2 separate regions of the Arachis hypogaea genome follow, and region 1 is linked to region 2. Evidence: chromatin contacts called from public Hi-C data. All regions are on one chromosome and are shown on one strand. The core of a region is the stretch at or near the end of the contact, and the rest is flanking DNA. Distances in the headings are between cores, read along the strand shown. Region 1 holds the start of LOC112741949 (vesicle-associated membrane protein 721). Region 2 has its middle 36 kb from the start of LOC112741947.

The links. A called contact is a pair of places that touch in the nucleus more often than the background predicts.
Region 1: a Hi-C map of leaf shows a contact between it and region 2, with 2.2 times the contacts expected there. The contact joins the promoter of LOC112741949 here to the enhancer-like site in region 2. A contact is called at or near these places in 3 of 8 Hi-C or Micro-C datasets (leaf and an unstated tissue).

The regions. Positions count from the first base shown.
Region 1 is chr14:34,579,196-34,584,196 of arahy.Tifrunner.gnm2.J5K5, forward strand. LOC112741949 (vesicle-associated membrane protein 721) reads right to left here and starts at 1,355. Exons shown (of 5, transcript XM_025791143.3): 1 at 901-1,355; 2 at 608-755; 3 at 378-498. The coding sequence starts at 1,090. LOC112741951 (peptidyl-prolyl cis-trans isomerase FKBP17-1, chloroplastic) reads right to left here. Exons shown (of 4, transcript XM_025791144.3): 4 at 4,109-4,346. The coding sequence ends at 4,224.
Region 2 is chr14:34,418,053-34,423,407 of arahy.Tifrunner.gnm2.J5K5, forward strand. No RefSeq gene overlaps it. Among protein-coding and RNA genes, the nearest start is that of LOC112741947, 36 kb to the left of the region's middle. Within about 2 kb of position 2,864, at least 3 of the 3 cell types and tissues checked have open chromatin away from gene starts, as enhancers often do.

The DNA of each region.
Region 1 (5,001 bases), core at 105-2,604, 160 kb after region 2:
TTGAAATCCAAAAAGAACAAGAATATATAACCGATAATACCTCGGATCCAAATCTGACATGCTTAACCAGTTAAAATATCAACAATGTATAACAGCATGAGTTTGAGAAGTTTGAAAAAGTTGCTGACTAAACTAATATAACAGCCTCATTAATGATGTTTAAGTATTATGTTAATTTTCCAAAGATCCACTGTGTTATGACATGTCTTTTTTATTTTTGAAATTTTAAAGAGCATCTATGCTTTGTAGAAACACAACACCTATGATCCACCAATTTGATCTCTTCGATTTCAGCAGTAACAACTATATCGCCATAAGCCAACACACCAGCGTGGGCAGTGCCCATAAATCACAGCTCGCAAGGCATCTGTATGTACCTTTTCAATATTCTCCATCATGACACCCTTAACTTCAGAGACCTGATTCTGAACCTTGGCAAGCTTGCTTATCTCCTCAGGGTGATCGATGCAGTATTGCATATGCTCCTTCAATTTCGGCCTGCACCATCCAAACAAAACAAAACAACACAATTTACACAAATTCAAACAAATCAACCTCCATAATCAATTAGTCTCGATTCTCACGACAGCACAAAACACAAAATTACCCAAACTCCTTGTTAAGGCTGTTGGCGGCAGCATTAGCACCGGCCTTATCGGAGGCACCATATTTAGAAACAAAATCATCCTTCACTCGCTCCAGAAACGCAATAGGAACCTGCCTTCCAGCAGTTTCATCCGCAACAACACAGTAAGCTGAAAAACGACAATGCAGCATTTCAAATCACTCAAACACAATGAGAATTCCACCCTAACAATCATCTGAGCAAAAATGCATACATATATACACAAAATTGAATCAGAGGAAAACAGATCTAGAGAGAAAAAGAGAGGAACCGACTGAAGCCATTGTCGACGAGGAAGTTGAATGTGTGGCTGTCGCAGTTGTAGGTGAACTTGTTGTTGGAGGAAGGAAGCTTCTGGAGGCACTGGAAGGCGATGGTGTTGAAGTTGCCGCTGAATTCAGTGTACTCTGCAAGAACCACGGTTCCGCGAGAGACGAAGGCGTAGATCAGAGATTTCTGGCCCATTTTTCTTTTGATTTCTTCTGATTCAAGATCAGATCTGAGTAGTAATACAAAGAAACCAGTGGTTTTGCTTCTTCTGCTTCTGTCGAATCGAATCGCTTCTTAACCAACGAACGCTTCTTTCTACTTTTTCTTTTGAAAGGGAAGATGATAGAGACAATAAAAACAAATAGCAAATTTTGATTATTGAATTATTCTTAATATTTTATTTATTAAAAAATTGTCAAAAACTAATTTTGGACATTCCTCGCAAAAGAAGCACGAGAGGAGGATTTTATTTAGGAAGCCGTTGGCTTTTGAAGTTAACTACTAATAAAGTCATTATTTATTTGAGTTTAATATAGGTATAATTTATTCTATTATACTAATGAATAAAGTTTTATATTTAAGTGATAATTCTAATCAAATTCAATCAAATATTTTAAATTCATATACACGTTTTGTTGTCACAAATTCATGCACACAAGTTTTACTGCCGTCGCTTCTTCTTTTAAATTGAGGTTCACTTGATATTGCTATTAAGTATTAACTAAATTTTTTTTCATTTAAAAAATTTTAGTTTATTTTTTAGTTTAATTTAGGTTCATTTGATTTCATTTTGCTTGAATTTGTTGCACTTGTTCATGTGTAGTTGTTTAGTTGATTTTTGTTCAAATTTAAATTAATTTCAGTTTATTTGTGAATTAATTGAGGTTCACTTGATGTTGCTGTTAATAACCAAATTTTTTATTCCTTAAAAAATTTCGATTCATTTCTTAATTTAATTTAGGTTCATTTGGTTTCGTTTCACTTGAATTTGCTGAACTTGTTCATGTGTGATTGTTTAGTTAGTTTTTGTTCAAATTTAAACTAATTTCGGTTCATTTTTGAATTAACTAATGTTCACTTTATACTGCTATTAATTATTGACTAAATTTTTTATTCCTTAAGAAATTTCGGTTTATTTCTTAGTTTAATTTAGATTCATTTGATTTCGTTTCATTTAAATTTCTCCTTCTCATCTTCTGCTTCGTCTTCTCCTTCTTTTTCATCTTTTTTCATCTTCTCCTTCTCATTTTATTTTTTCAAAATTTTTCTTGATTTACTCTCTTGAGAAGAATAAAACCATGAAAAAGAGAAGGAGAAGAAGAAACAAAAATAAAATGCAGCAACAATATTGTTAGTGTTGCAAGTGTGAGGAGTGTTGAAGTTAGTCCCACATCAAAGAAAGTATGGAAGAGTGAGGAGTTTATAAGATGAGAGACCCATTAACTTGACACCTTAAGGTTTTGAGTTGGATGTGGTGTCTTCTCATTTTATGTTCTCTCACTTGATTTCTCCCTGAATTCTCCCCGGTTGTCGAGAGCTCCCCACGATTTTCCCAAGAAGGAGAATTTATGACAACTTGATTAAATTTGGTTACAAAAAATATTTAAATGTGTAGTAGTACTCTATACTAATATGCTATGAATTTAATTTTTATTTATTGTGAGTATAAAACTGTTTTATGAATGCATTCAATAATACAACATTACATTTATAAAAATAATTATCTTTTACTTTATGAATAATTGTCAAAAAAAATAGTTATAATTGCATAACTACATTTTATATCGTACTATATAAAAGTTAAATTCATAATTTTATATTTTTTTAAAAGTGAAAATTTAGATATAATTTTTTTATATTAATAATTAAAATTAATTAAATAATAATTTAATTAAAAAATTAAATTATTTAATAATTTTTAATTATTAATTTTATGTAAAATAATTTCTATTAAATTTTTATCCTCGTTAATATACAAATAAATGTATAAATTAAAATAAAATTTATATATAATTATTTTAATATAAAATTAATTAAAAATTATTAAATAATTTAATATATTTAATTAAATTTATTATCAAATTATATTAATTAATAATTTTATATAAAAATAATTACACGCGAATGTTTAGTATAAATAAATTGAGGAAATAAAGAGAAAACGCAGAGTCACAGTGGATAGCGGCTAGTGGGGTACCGTTGGCCGGGAACCTGGTGGCAACAAATTAATAATGGATTTATAATTCTTAGTATGAAAAGAATTTTAAAATTAAAAAATGCTACTTATTTTTTAAAATTTAGTTTTTATTCAATATTTTTAAAAATTTATTATTATTTAATTAATTTAAATATTTATTTTCATGTATTAATTATTTAAAAAATAAAAAAATTATTTATTTTTTATTTTTTCTTTTAAACATTAATTAAAAAATAATATTTAAAAAATACTTAATTATACTGTTTAAAATTACTAAATATATATATTAATTAAAGTTACTAAAATATTAATATTTCAAAATTTTCTTAAATTAACTATGATAGTGGTCCATGCCTTCCAGCAAAAAAGAAAAAGGTAACGGCGCATCCATTCACTTTGACACTTCCAACTCACCATTCTGACTGTAGTCGCTACTCGCTAATCCACAATATTATTAATAGTTAAATCTTTAACTAAAATTTAAATTTATAAAAAAATTAGTCAATAATCTATTGATATAGTTATTAAGTTAAGTAATATATATTATATTTTTTAAGTGTACCTCTTCTCTGAATTATGTATTAATATGAGATGTATATACAAAACTATCTTTTTTCTTAATTGAATTTTAAATTGGTCGATAATTATTTTTGCAATTTTTATTATATATTATATTATATAGAATATAAAGAAATATAACAAGTTTTCTCCTTAAATACTACTGTGTTTAATTTTTACATATATCATGGATAGATTGTCTAGCCAATTATTTATTTAAGGACTAATATATCGGCAAGAAAAAATACTATAAAAAATAATTTGGGATTCTACTTTTTATTTAATTAGTAGTGGATTTTTAAAGTATAATGTACTTTTAACTCTTTAAAATACAAGTTTATTGTCATTATCATTTTAGCAATGATTTCAGTCTTTAATATGATCCATCTTATTCGTTAAAAGAAAGACCAATAAGTTGTAACTTCTAACATAACCAATCTAATATGGTAGTGCAAAAGTTTGAGCAACAAGGAAATCAGCATTGCCGACACCATAGGTTGAGATAACTGAATTTGGCTAATAACAATGGATAATGAAATATGACTACCCTTAAATTTACAAATAGATAGAAATTCATTGATGCCTCAGGCTAACCAGTTCAATGTCAAATATAAGTGTCCCTAAAGTGGAGCCTTCTCCATTAGCAAGACGAGTTGGATTAAATATGGTTGTGAACAGCCTCTGCCTGTCAAAGAACTTTATTAAAAAAAATGAAAGGAAGAGACCAAAATGTTAGTACTGAATGAAATAATAAAAGCTAAGGGATTGACAATAGAGAAAAAGAATACGTTAAAATAATAAAGTGAAGAATTTTATTATATGAGTTTTAATATCTTAATTTTTTTATTATCACTTTATCAACTTCTTTGTTTTAGAAGTGATATATAATGAACCAACGTTAACACAGACACAGAACATGCGAGTACACAAATTTTAAATTCTTATAAGATACGGGAATACGATGTATATATAAAATATAAATATTTTTTAAATTATTTTTAATGTCTTTTTTAATTATATAAAATATTTAAAATATTTTTTTATTTTAATAAATAACAATATACACTATTTTTAAACTCGTATCAAGAATACATGTTAAAAATAAGATTGAACACGCTAACACATAATAATATTTAAGTGTGTCTAAACGTGTTCGAAAAAGAATTTTTTATTTTTTTATTAAGATACGGTTAAACACAGAAAACACACGTATCAAAAAAATATCCATGAGTATTGTGTCTAAAAGATGTACAACACATGAACACGACGTCTTAACAAAATGTCCCTATTTTTAACGAAGTGATTGATTTGATAATTTAATATCAATAGTGCTAAGTTGTAACAAAAAAGG
Region 2 (5,355 bases), core at 1,614-4,113:
TATCCAATCCATTGATGATAACGACAAACTTGTGTGAATTACGAATAATTAATTTCTTTTTGAAAAAACTAATTTAGAGTGTTTTGAAGGGTCACGTAGATAAGTGAAAGTAGTATTAGAAGGGAGCCCACAAGAGGAAAGAGGGGGGTGTGGACCAATATGAATATGAACATCAATATCTGGGAGTGATGTAAAAGGATGATTGTTTTCTTTGTCTCCTTTCCGAGTTTGAAATCAATTTTATATGGTGGAGTACTCGTTTGGCTTTAGTGACGAAGTTGATATGATTAAATATACGTTTTTGTTTGTTTCTTTGTTTTAAAAACAAGTGGAAAACCCACAAAATTTGCACCTCCTCTCTCATCATTTTTCTAATTACAGGACTTGCATTGTTCCATCTCAAACTATCTATCACACATGTCTCTTTCTTTCATCACATGGAGCTATGTTAAATAAACAAACCCAATAAAATAAAAGGTCAAAAAAACTATTATTATTATTATTTTAAATAGTTATTCGTTAGTGGGTGGAAAGCAACCACATGGCATATATGTTAGCATATCCACGCGTTAGAAGTTTCAATAATAATTAAATAGGAGGTGTAGTACTTGGCTTAATCTAGTTTAGTTTAATCTTATATCACTTATCAGAAATGAAAATTTCATCAACATGTGAGGGGAATAATTTCTATATATTATAGGAATTTTTAGTTGTCGTAGGTTATATCATATACTATTTTCCTATATTATTTTATGGAGTGTGCATAATAATGCAACTATTATTGTGCACTGAACATTCAAGTTCGTTATTGCTATTTTGAGGTTGTAATTGAAAGTAATCCAGCCAAATATATGAAGATATATATTATTGAACGGACGAAATTTCAAAGTACAGCACAAACTTCATCATTTTGCTAACTTTTTATTTATATCACCAATAGTTGTCACTTTTTATCACCAAAATAATATTTATGGTCACTTAATTATTAAGGAAAAAATTAGTAAGTACAAACTCTCAGTATTTTTAATATAAAATAATAAATTTGTCAAATGATATAAGCTACTCCTAGGAGTATGAGCTAATAGTTAAATAAATAAATAAATAACTCACCCATGATATTAGCACTGCACAATAGTTGTGTTAGAATATATATCTAAGATATTATATATTAGTAGAGTATCCAAATCTAGCTCATATTATTTTTTGTTGATTTAATTTGATATTAGATTAATTTTCTCATTATACTTGGATTATATCTTTAAGTTATAAATACCAAATTTATTTTATAATTCATCATAAATTCTAAACAGGTTGTATATAAATTAAATGTGGAAAAATACATGATAATCCTTTCCTGATAGTGGTTAGTGTTTGAACAAATAAATTGTTAATAAACATGATAACAGATCAGATATAAATCAAATCGAAGAGAAGATGTAACGTTAACTTTGCTCCTAGATACACTTTATTAATTATGGCTTATATTGTTTGATGAATGATATTTTTCATCCCAAAATAAATTAAAGATATATACAATAAAATGAATACCTTGAAACATGTCATTATTTCAAGAAAACAATGATACAATAAAAATATTGGGTCTTGATAATAGGTATTCCAAAGACATACTTGAACAGTAGCTGTATAACATAATTTTTTTTTATTAAAAACAAATTAAATTTTATTATTTGACAATGCATTTTATATGCAATTGTCCCTTTTTCAGTAACTAATTAAAGCCTATGAATATATATTATTATTGTGGTTCCGATCCATAACATGTTGAGTATAGCTTTAGAAGCAAGGAAACCAAAATTAATTAAATAACATTATTGGCATCAAATAAAAGCTTCGTTAGGTGAAACATCCATGCTCTAGACAATGACAATGCAAATAATGATGAAGTATATCAAAATCTCACACATTGCCGCCTTAATACATAATAATAATATTTGCTATTAACACCTGTCTTGTGTCAACCGTTTTCAGTTTTCCTATGGCCTGTTTTGACCAATGTAAACAAAACATGTTGATTCATCATAAATCGTTTTTAAGTTTGAATAACAGGATATGTCAAAAACAGAGAGATGATAATATACGTTAAGATATATATAGATGATAGATGTGTTGGTATTTTCTTTGCATCAATGTTTTTGTTGGACCTATGCAAATGCTTTTTTGTGGAATTTCAATTCCCTGGCCATGATTGAAGGTGACAAAATGCTTATTGAAGATTGACCTTAATTTGATGGGAGATTATGTGTTCATTCATGCGTATATTATTATAATTCTAAGATGGGTTGAAATTAGATAACAAAATATGTCAGTGTCATTATTTAGTTTAATAAATAATAATGACAATGAGAAATTAAGGAATACTATATTTTTACGGTCCGGTTAGATGAGTAGATGACCAACAACTTTTTGGCCAATATATAATTAACACTAATAAAAAAGTTAATAACATGATTCACATGTACATATTTATGTGCATAAATTAATAAAATGTCAAAAATTTAGTGTATTAGGTAGCTTTAAACCAAAAGTTATTACTCCTCTAATATTTTAGTATCTTTTATTGATAAGCAATAGAATCGTGTCTTAAAACAAATTGTTGAATTAAATTTGGGCCTACTCAGGTTTTTTTTCGATGGTTCATTACGTTACATTTGGAAAACAAATTAAACAAGTTCGTTTAGGTATTTAAAAAATTGAATGGCAAATTCATGTCTACTCGATTCTACCAAAAGAAAAAGGATAAAAATTCATTACATTATATTTTTGTTAAGAGTTATTTTATGGACTAGATTAATAGGACACGTAGTAGAATACACAAAAAGAGTGAGTTTAGAAAATATAATGGGCTTAGTTATAAAAAATTCCAACCTGAGTTTTAATATTTAATGGGTAAAAGCCCACAGGGACAATGAAAGCCCATCAGAAGAGTCTGATTTGAGGCCTTAAAAAGAGCCATTTACCCACTGATCTAAACTCTGAAGTAAAGCAAAATTTTTTCATAGTAGTGGACTCTTATTTTATTAGGAGTTGGATCCACATGAAATAGTTTCATCACCAGAAAAAAGAGGATGAAGCCGACATAAATCAAAAGATTAGATGTGTCCTTGAAACTTGAAAGGATTGCTTATTCCATCTAAATCAGTGAGGTCCAAATGTACAATCTTATGTTGCTATCTTATCTTTTGTTCCATCCATTTCATATATTCTACCACCACTCCACCACAAGTTCTTGTCTACTATCTTAATCTTCATCATAAAAGACGCATAACTATGTATCTTTTCATCAAGAAAGGGGGGGGGGGGGGGACAAAGAGAAGAAAAGATGTACCTGATGATGATTAATCGTTTTCGATGTTTCCATTGATGACAATAGTGATCCATAAAAAATAGGTTCGTGGTGTCTAGATTCAAATTCATAATTTTGGATTTCTTTGATATGATTATTGTTAATGGGCCTAATCGTCAAACATAAAAATAGATGGTTACAATATGTATAGCGAAAACTATATTGAACCAGTGGATGAATAAGAAATGGGTCTATCATTGGTCAAGATGGTAAGTGTTCCGAAGGTTACTTGAAATTGGGTTTTTTTATTTGAATGTGAGGTTCAAACGTTTTTTGGGAAGCGTCCGATGTCTACTATGTCGAGGTGCCACCATCCGAGTTCCTCGTGAGGAGGTGGGGGTAGTACTTACAAGAAACTCCGATGCTTAAGTTAGTAAGGGTTTAAGCAGGTTTTTAGTAGATTGAGTCCAAAGTGTACCTGAAGGTGTCAGAGTATTTATAATTGTACATGTAGAGTCCATAACCACCTTTTTGAATAACTCTACCTTTAATGGTGGATAACCGTCCACTTTTGTTGAGAAGGTTGTTGAGATTTTCCTTCTAGATGAATGGAAGAGATTATAGTAGTTATTAATTTGGGTAGGTAGGACTGATGTTGGTGTTGTCGAGCCCGACCTTCACAAGGTCGGGTAAGTGCTAGTGAAGCCTTTATATGTTGTTTGGGTTTACTTACTTTGGGCCTGGTTGTTCTTTGTGCCAAGATATGAACACTGCTCCTATTTGAGACCGAACTTCATCAGATCGGACTCAAGCATTTACAAGTCGGACTTGTCTTATTACGGTGTTGGTTTATCACGTCGGGTAAACCGCCTTTCGAGGAGTTAGGTCAGGTACTCGACGTGTTCGTGAATCTGAAACGTTGCGTCTTTTTATAATCCTTCGCACGTTTCTTATGGTTACTTGAGTAACCGTGCGCGTCATAAATGAGGGAGGGTGAATTTACTGTTTGGCCTCTAGAGTCTTATATATATTCAACCCCTTTTTTCTTTCTTCTTTTTGCTTCTTCTTCTGGGATTTTTACTTCATCTCTCTCAAGGCTTTTCATTTCATCGTAACTCCATTTTTCATTTCAAGATTTTTCTGTCTTGAATTTCTACTTTGAATTGTCATTCGTGCTTGCTTGAAGATTTCTGGAACGTTCGTGTTTTGCTATTACGTGCATTCCTTCAATCGATCCTCCATCAAGGTTGGTCTTGCCTTTCTTGTTTTATTTTTTGCACCCATGTTTCTTGCTGGATAATGCATTTGTGCCTCTGACGCAGTTGGTGTTTGTGTAAAAAAATGATTTCTTGGTGGTGTTTTGTTGATGTTCCTTAAAAATATATCTGTTTGTTGTAACCTTTTTGGTTGTGGTTGAAGGGAGGATTGTCCCTCCTGTAGCTGATGACCTTCCTTCTGGAGATCTAAAAACAATAAGTCCCCGAGCTAAGGAGAACTCCCAAGGCTTCCCGACTCAAATGGATGAAGAACTTCCCTCTTCTTCAAACCCCTTTGTCGAGACCCTCCCTGCAACTTAAGATGAAGGTGTTGCTGACTTGACCACTGGCGAACAAGGCATTTCTTAGTTTATTTTCATAAACTCTCTGGTATTCTATGGCCCTTTAAAAAAATTTTTATAATTTATTTTGTGGTAGTTTTTATGTGAATTAACAAATATCTTCTGAATATCTTTGCTTAAATTGTGAGTTGTTGTAGCTACTTTCGGATTTCTGTAGCTTTGTATCTTAGTAAAAATTTTGACAAGTTACTGAGGACTCTCTTTTGAACTTGATTTGGCTGAGTTATTTTACGAGGCCAGATAACCTATTTTGGGGGTGTCGGCCGGTGGAGGTTGGACACTTAGTTAGATCATTCTTTTACGAGGTCGAGACTATATGTTTCCTTAGTCGGGACATTCTATAAGTTAGGTACCGACTTTAAGTAGTCGGTTTTATCAAGTTATTTCTGCGATTCGTTTTAGGCTTGCCTCTTTTGCCAACTTTCTTTTAAGT